Regions from separate parts of the Sus scrofa genome. Here region 1 is linked to region 2. A link is a contact called in public HiChIP or PLAC-seq data. All regions are on one chromosome and are shown on one strand. Each heading gives the region's core, a stretch centred on a gene start, on an enhancer-like site or on the middle of the called end of the contact. The rest is flanking DNA. Distances are from core to core; before and after follow the strand shown. Region 1 holds the start of GRK6 (G protein-coupled receptor kinase 6). Region 2 holds the start of FAM193B (family with sequence similarity 193 member B).

Evidence for each region. HiChIP or PLAC-seq counts read pairs in DNA pulled down with a chosen protein or histone mark.
Region 1: an H3K27ac HiChIP or PLAC-seq map of alveolar macrophages shows a contact between it and region 2. The contact joins the promoter of GRK6 here to the promoter of FAM193B in region 2. A contact is called at or near these places in 1 of 47 Hi-C or Micro-C datasets (liver) and 1 of 2 datasets of contacts at active chromatin or transcription factors (alveolar macrophages).

What each region holds. Positions count from the first base shown.
Region 1 is chr2:80,525,494-80,529,407 of Sscrofa11.1, reverse strand. It overlaps GRK6 (G protein-coupled receptor kinase 6), which reads left to right and starts at 2,200. Exons shown (of 17, transcript XR_002341730.1): 1 at 2,200-2,411. It also overlaps a transcript of F12 not described here.
Region 2 is chr2:80,393,792-80,398,014 of Sscrofa11.1, reverse strand. FAM193B (family with sequence similarity 193 member B) reads right to left here and starts at 1,644. Exons shown (of 11, transcript NM_001243850.1): 1 at 1,349-1,644. The coding sequence starts at 1,558.

The DNA of each region.
Region 1 (3,914 bases), core at 951-3,450, 130 kb before region 2:
ATTTCCCTAGTGGAAACCAGGGCATGCCTCTGCATTTTATAGGTTTCCTCCCAAAGGGGAGGGGTGCTTAGAAGCTGGGCACCAAAGCAATAGGTGTTTATAAGTCAGCCCAAGCCCCTCTCTCCCAACCCTTCACCCTCACTCCAGCACATCCTCCACAGTGTGGCACAGAATAAGCAAATCTGATGAAGTTAGTCCCTAGTTTAACACACCCTGGACAGCTCCTCACTACCCTCAAAATGAAGTCCAACCTCCTCCTTACCTAGCTTCCAAGGACCTTCCTCATCCAGGCCTCTTCAAGGCCTGAGCCTCATTTCTTGTCCCTCAAGTGCATTCCACCTTGCACCTGAAACTCTACTTCAGTGCTCTGACCAAATGCTTGAGCCCTTACTAACTTCCTCTACAGAATTTTGAATATGAACTTGCATCCAGTGGCTCTTTCCTGCTCCACTCATGTTACCTCTGAAACCTATACATTCTCACTCAACACTTAGATCTCACTTGGACACAGCAGGCTTCACTGGGTGAAGTACCTGCCCTTTGTCCTGCTGGCCACTGGATTTCCCTTTTTCAAGGTACTTATCTTTATTTCCCAAAGTATCCTAAATCCATGCACTTTCTCCATCTCCACTGCCACCTTCTTCCAAGCCGCCGCACTCTGTCTTCTCCCAACTGCTCCCTGTGCTTCCACTCCTGGCCCCTCTAAAAGTCCATTAGCTAGAGTGATCTTTTTAAAGTATAAATCATCCTAAGGCTCCCCATTTTATTTAGGGAAAACAACAAACTCCTCATCATTGATCTACAAAGCCTTCCAGGATCTACCTAGAATCCTTGCTCCTTCATCTCATCTCAGACTATTGGGCCTTGAAACTATACAGGCCTTCTTCCTGTTCCTTGAACATACCAAACTTACTCTAGGCTCAGGGTTTTGCACTTGCTGTTGCCTGTGCTTAAAACTGTTCCCCTAGATTTTTGCGTGGTTGAATCAATTCAAATGTCAACCTGAGATCATTTCTCCTCACTATTTTGTCTTGATGTCTTATTAGCACTTACCACTCCCTCAGACCATCCCACTTATTTGTTTATTTATAGGATTATCATCTTTATCCCTCTCCTAGAAGGTAGGCAGAGAGACTGGCTATCTTACTGGCACTACTGTATTCCCCAGCACCTGGCTCAGGGCCTGGCACAAGGTGCTGTTCTCTGTATTTTTGGATGATGAATGGATAGGGATCTGAGAAGCCTAGTTGAAGCTGGCTCTGCCTTACTAGCAAGTTTGGGCAAGCCTCCATTTCCTGGTGTGTGAAGTGAGGGTGGAGGGAGTAGGATGTTGAGTTAGAAGGTGTTGATCAGCTGTAAAATTTCGGCCTTATTTTCTCCCAACTTTTCTGCCTAGAGCCAGCCACTAGACCTCAGCTCCCCACCTGTACAATGGGTGTGAGCTCGTCCCTACGTCTTGGGGTGGTAGAGCTGCCTTATAAGGCAGCAGAGGCCGAGGGAGGGCGAGGCCCTGTGGGTGGAGAGAAATCACAACATCCGGCTGTGGGGGTAGGGCGGGGGCGCCCGCGGTGGCCCGGACGGAGGCCGAGGAGCAGCTAGGGAGGCCCCCAGCCTTCTCTGGGCCTCTCCCCGCTTCCGATGTGCGCCCTTCAAGATGGGCCGACCCAAAAGTATACGGCCGGATACACGGCCCGAACCTGCAGGAGGCCGGCCGGGAGGAGGCCCAGAACACTAAATGCATCCCCTAAAAACCCTGGAAAAGCCAAGGCGAGTCAAAGGGACCCGGGCCACACCCACAGCTAATAGCCCAATCAGAGTGCAGTGCTAAGGCTGACCGACGCTTCCTTCATCCAATCAAGTACAAGAATTCCAGGGCGTGACCCAGAGGACCCACCTCCGTTGTCCCAGCAGAGGGCTCGTCCCTAATTGGCAGTTCGGTATCCTACGAAGGCCCAGAAATTCGAACATAGAGGCTGAACCCCATCGTAGACCAACTAGGAAGATGTGACGTATTAAGTCCCGCCCCCCTGTTCCTTTGAACGAATCCCTGTCTCTGGGGGCGGGGGATGATGAAGAAGTTGTCTAATGGGAAGACGGCGCGGGGAGCACCCGCCCGGTTATTGGCCAAGTAAAGTAAACAGTGGGCGGGCCGGGGCGGGCCTGGCCGGCGCCGGGGTGGCCCCCGGGAGGGGGCGGAGAGTGAGCGGCGGGCGGCGGCGGCCGGGGAGGCCCGGGAGGCCGCGGCGCGGTCACTGCGAGCCGAGCCGAGCCGCGCCGCGCCGATCGTCATCCGGCCCCGGCTCCCTCGCGCGATCCCGGCCGGCGGCGCGGCCCGGCGGGCCCGGCGGCGCCGCAGCCCATGGAGCTCGAGAACATTGTAGCGAACACGGTGCTACTCAAGGCCCGGGAAGGTGAGGCGATCGGGTGCGGAGAACGCGGTCGCGCGGCCTCCGAGTTCCGCTGGGCGCCCTAGTCGCCCGATCCCCTAGGGCAGCTCTCTCCGCGCCCAGCATTTCGCTCAGACAGGGGCCCTTCCGGCCCATGGTCCTTCTCCGCACCTGCCCCCAGGGAGCCGGAGCCCAGGAAAGGGCGGGGGTCAGGCCGCCGCCCTCACGGCGCGCGCGCGTGCGCGCGTTTGTGTGTGTGTGTGTGTGTGTGTGTGTGTGCGTGCGTGTGTGTATGAGGGGGTGAGGGAAGGAGAGAGGAAGGAAGAGGGAAGGGTGGGACCTCAGTCCTGGAAGCCTCTCCCAGGTGAGAGAGGTAAGAAGATGCCCCAGGAAGGGGCAGCCTTCCCCACGTGCCCCGGGCCCAAACTCCGGCGCCCAGCCTGGATCGGCACAAAGTTAGTGCACGGGTAAAAGGTTTGGAGAATGAATTAACTAAGACTCTGCAGTAGCATAGCCCACCCGAGGCGGGGAAAGCTGGTCACATAGACTACCAGCAAGACGTCCTCTTGCTCAGTGCCTCAGGACACTGGGGACAGAGGGGAATGGGTCACTGTTTTTGCCTTCAGGAAGCCCAGACTAGTGGGGCAGAGGGGCACAGAAATAACTGGAAGCTGAGCTCTGAAGGAAGGGAGCATGCTGGGCTGGTGGGACTGAGTGCAAGGCCTGGCACAGGGAGCTGGCGGGGTGAACCTAGTGTTGCTGAGCTTTTCAGATGTTACCAGGCACCTGCTCTATGAGGATCCTGGGGACACAGAAGGACCAGACTGGCCCCCATTGCCTTGTGGTCAGTCTGCTCCTCACCTGCCATTGACCACCTCAGTAATGTAATCACTGAACACCTACTCTATGTCCTGTCCTATCCAGGGTGCTGGGGACCAGCAGAGAAGACACTTCTTTTCGGAACTCTAGGGCAGGGAGGTCAGGGCAGTTTTTCTACTCTTTGATGGGCTTCCAGGCTGAAAGAGCCATCTGCTTCACCTTTCTGATCTATTTTACAAGTGGGAAACCCAGGCTCGGCTCAGGGACTAGCCCCCAGGATGCAATGAGACGGGTTGACCCAGGCCTACGACATAGGATGTCCCCAGCACAGTCTGTAGGAAAACCAGAGGAACCCCCAACTGGCACAGCATCTGGTGCCCCCTGCCTGCCCATTGCAGGTTGACCCTGGGGAGGTGCTGCCTGGAAATGGGCACAGCAGGCTGGGTCCTCAGTGCCCAGAGCCTTCCTTATCTCCTGTCCTTTATCGAGTCCTGGGGCTAGGCCTTCCTCCCAGCCTCTGGGGGCATCTGCCGATTCTGTTCTGCCTCGTCATCCAGCCAGCCAGGGAGGAGGGGTGGGGAAAGCCTGGCCAGACCTCCCTCCCCAGGGCTGTAGTCAGTTCAGTCCTACTGAGAGCAGTGCTTTGCCTGGCCAGAGAGTGTGGGCACTTTCTGACAGGCCATGGGTGATGCACAGTGGGTTATGGCC
Region 2 (4,223 bases), core at 395-2,894:
GTTATTCCTACTCCGTGTCAGCAAGGCCCAGGGCTAGGGGTGGAAGACCAGAGATATATGACATGATCTGTGCTCCTGTGGAGTTCACAGTTCAGTGCCGGGAACAGACACATCAACAGAATGTCTCATTGTAGAATAGGGAGTGCTACCAGAGGGGAGCACAGGGGGCTGTGGGCACAGAGGGAGCACCTCACCCAACTGGGGAGGTCAGGGAAGGCTTTCTGGGAATGGTACCCCAAACAGCATCCCCACTCACATGCACAATTCCAGGGATTCTACTAGAAGGCTGTCAAGAGCCATGCCTTCTGGCTGCACCAGCCTCCCAGAGTCCCCTGCTGCCCGATGCAGTGTCTGCAGAGCCAAACGCATCTTCCGCCACGCCTCATCCTCATCCGGCGCTGCATCCGACCCTCCAAGACTCCTGCAGGAGCCTGCCTTTCTTGGCAGGCTCAGCCAAAAAACCAACTCAAAACTCTTTTGTCAGAGCAAGCTTAGGGCGAGCCACCCAGCCCCAGGTGCCATAACCCTCCCAGAGCAACTGTGGCTCATGCCGCCCCAGCTTCGCAGTGAACACTGGCAGGGTACCTCCTATTATTTCCTTTGCTCAAAAGAAAGTGACCTTCTTCCAGGTGGCAAGCTGGAAGCCTTGGAGAATCCTCCTCCTGCTCACTCTTAGCAGGATTCGCCAAACCCAGGGATCCAAGGGTCTGGGTGGACCGCCTTGGGGGTCGAGGCGGGGCGGGAGAGCGGGTATAGGGGGAGAGAGCAGCTTTGCTCTCACTGAGGGTTGCCACCTCAGTGCAGGAGGCCCACCAAACAGTCTCCTAGGCAGCCTGGCTGTCGGCTGCAACTGCTCTGCTGGGCAAGGAGAGGAGGGAGGCCTCGGGAGACATATGCTGGGAGCACAGCTGCCGAGGGGGCAGCGAGGGGAAGGGGTGGAGCCGCTCCCAGGGGGAGAGGGAAGAGGCTGCAGCCTTCCAGGTCCCAGCGCCCCGAGGTAGCCTATGAGTGGGGGAGCATGTGGGCCCAGAGGAGATGAAGGGCACAGGGCTGAGCTGTGGCCCCAGGATCCAAGCGCAGTCCCAGTGGGTGTGCGACCAGAACGTTTCCCGGAGGCGGTGGGAGAGGGTAGGCAGCCTGGCCTCAGGACAGGTCGGGCCGTGCCTCAGCTTTGGACATAAGGGTGCTGGCTCCACTCCCAACTTGGGGGAGAAAGCCTCAGCCCTGGTCCTAAGGAGTAAGGCTCTGACTCCGGCCGGATAAGGATGATCCACCCCCAAGCCCGTCCCAGCTCCGTTCCGGGGTGTGAAAGTGCCCAAGCAGCCAGACTCGCCTCTCTCGCTCCTACCTGGGGGACGGGCGCCAGTTGGAGCTCGTCGTCCTCTCTAGGGCCGTCGCGGTCGGGCTCGGCCGACGCCTCCGGGGATCCTGCACCCGCTCCTGCTTCCAGGCACGGCGGCGGCGGGGGCTCCGGCGCCTGGGGCTTCTGCGGCCCCGCGGCCCGCGCCCGCTCGCGCCGGCCCGCGCAGCCGCTCGGCCTGCTCCGCCTCCGAGTCATGCTGCTCCTCGCTCCGCTCACTCGCTCAACTCGCGCCGCCACCGCCGCCGCCGCCGCCGCCGCTCCCCTCACAGGACAACAGCCAATATGGCGGCGCCCGACTCCCCCTCCGCCGCTGCCAGCAGGTCAAAGGGCACGCGGAGTCCGCGCCGCCGCACTAGCCCCTCGAGGCTGCCTGCGCCATTTTGAATAAGGTCACCACCCGGAGTTTCGTGGGAGAATGAACCTGGTCAGGAAACGCCCACCCTGGGATCCAAGGAATGAGAGAGGGTGTACGCTGTGGTAGCAGTGCTACAAGCCCTGGGCGCTTAATAACTTGCTGTTAAGTGGGTGAGTGAATTAATAATTTCTATAGTGCTACGCTACTTTCACGGCCTCGACCTGACTCCTCGCACCCACATGGTGTGACAGGTATGATAGTTCCCATTTTGCAGTAGAGAAAACCTAGGCTACAGATGGTGAAATGGTTGCTCAACATCGTAGCGAGAACTCATGGGTTCGTTCATAGCCTGAGCTGAAAGGGACGAAGGGATTGTCTAGGTCTTTATTTTCAGTGTATGGTCCACTCAGAGTCTAGCATTTGGTGCTTGCGACAGCGAGACACAGACCTGACTTCTTCCTTAATCTAGTGGGGAAATACACAATTACAAGTGTGATAAAGATGAGATGACTGGGGTACGTACTAGGTCAGTGTTTCCAAGAAAATGGTATGTGTGCAAAAGAATTTTGAGTGGTACACAAAGGAACATTTAAAAATATAATGATTATGGAGTTCTCTTCTAGCTCAGCGGTTAACTTACCCGACTAGGATCCATGAGGATGCAGTTTTGATCCCTGGCCTTGCTCCGTGGGTTAAGAATCCAGCGTTGCCTGGAGTTGCCGTCGTGGCGCAGTGGTTAACGAATCCGACTAAGAACCATGAGGTTGAGGGTTCGGTCCCTGGCCTTGCTCAGTGGATTAAGGATCTGGCGTTGCCGTGAGCTGTGGTGTAGGTCGCAGACGCGGCTCAGATCCCGAGTTGCTGTGGCCCTGACCAGTGGCTACGGCTCCGATTAGACCCCTAGCCCGGGAATCTCCATGCCGAGGGAGCGGCCCTAGAAAAAGGCAAAAAGACCAAAAAAAAAAAAAAAAAAAAAAAAAAAAAAAGAATCCAGCGTTGCCTGGAGCTGTGGTATAGGTCGCAGACTCGGCTCCCATCTCACATTGCTGTGGCTGTGGTGTAGGCCGGCAGCTGTGGCTCTAATTGGACCCCTAGCCTGGGAACTTTTCTATATGCCATGGAAAAAAGCAGAAAAAAAAAAAATATATATATATATAAAATGATTATGTATTTAGTTGTCAAAATGGGTTATTTTCCCTCCCTTTCTTTTTTGAATATATAAGACATGCACATAGGACAAATTTTTTTTTTTTATGGCCACACCTGCAGCATTACAAATTTTTAAAAATAGTTTTGAGGACAGTCTGTCTCATGCCAGGGGCAGTGGTACCCTGAAACCATATGGTGGTTATATATAGAGTTTCTGTCCATCCATCAACAAGGGCAGAGTTCTGATGTTGACTCAACCCAGGAAGCAAGGGATAAGTGGAAAAGGCCCTGGAGCTCTCCCTACCAAGAAAGGAAATGAAAAAAATACTTCATCTTATCACAATTAACACCACCATCAGAGAACTGAAAGATTCAAGGTGATTCCCACTATATCGACATTACCTCTTCAGGTTGCCCAGAATAGAAGATATTTTTATTTTATTTTATTTTTAATTTTTATTTATTTATTTTTGCATTTTAGGGCCATACCTGAGGCATGGGGAAATTCCCAGGCTAGGCTTCCCAGCCTACACGACAGCCACTGCAATGCCAGATCTGATCCGAGCTGCATTTGTGACCTACGCCACAACTCACGGCAACACCAGATTCTTAACCTACTGAGTAAGGTCAGGGATGAACTTATATCCTTGTGGATGCTATTTTGGTTCATTACCGCGGAGCCACAATGGGAACTTCACCAGAATAGAAGACAAATGGTATTTTTTCCCCGGTTATTTATTTTTATTGTGGTAAAATATGGGTAACATAAAACTAACTATCTTAACCATCTCTAAGTGTAGAGTTCAGTGGTATTAAGTACATTCATACTGATGTGCAACAATCACCACCACCCATCTCCAGAATTCTTTTCTTCTTGCAAAACTGAAACTCTGTTCTCATTAGATAATAACTCTCCATTCTCCTGTCCCTCCAGCCCCTAGCAACTACCATTCTACTTAAAAAAAAAAAAAAAAAAAAAAAAACCAACTCTGTCTTTTCCCTATACCCAGCCTCTGGTAACCACTATTTTACTCTGTTACTATGAGCTTAGCTTTTTAAAAAATTCCAGAGTTCCCTGGTGGTCTAGCATTTAAAGGATCCAGCATCATCACTGCTGTGGCACAGGTTTGATCCCTGGTCCTGGAATTTCCATATCCCATAGACATAGCAAATAATAATAATAATAATTCCACATATAAGTGACATCATGCAATATTTGTCTTGTGACTGATTTGTTTCACTTAAAATGTCCTCCAGTTTCATCCATATGGCAAATGTCAGGAATATCTTTTTTAAGACTGAATAATATTCCTTTATATTTGTGTTATTATATATTCCTATGTATTTTGTATATAC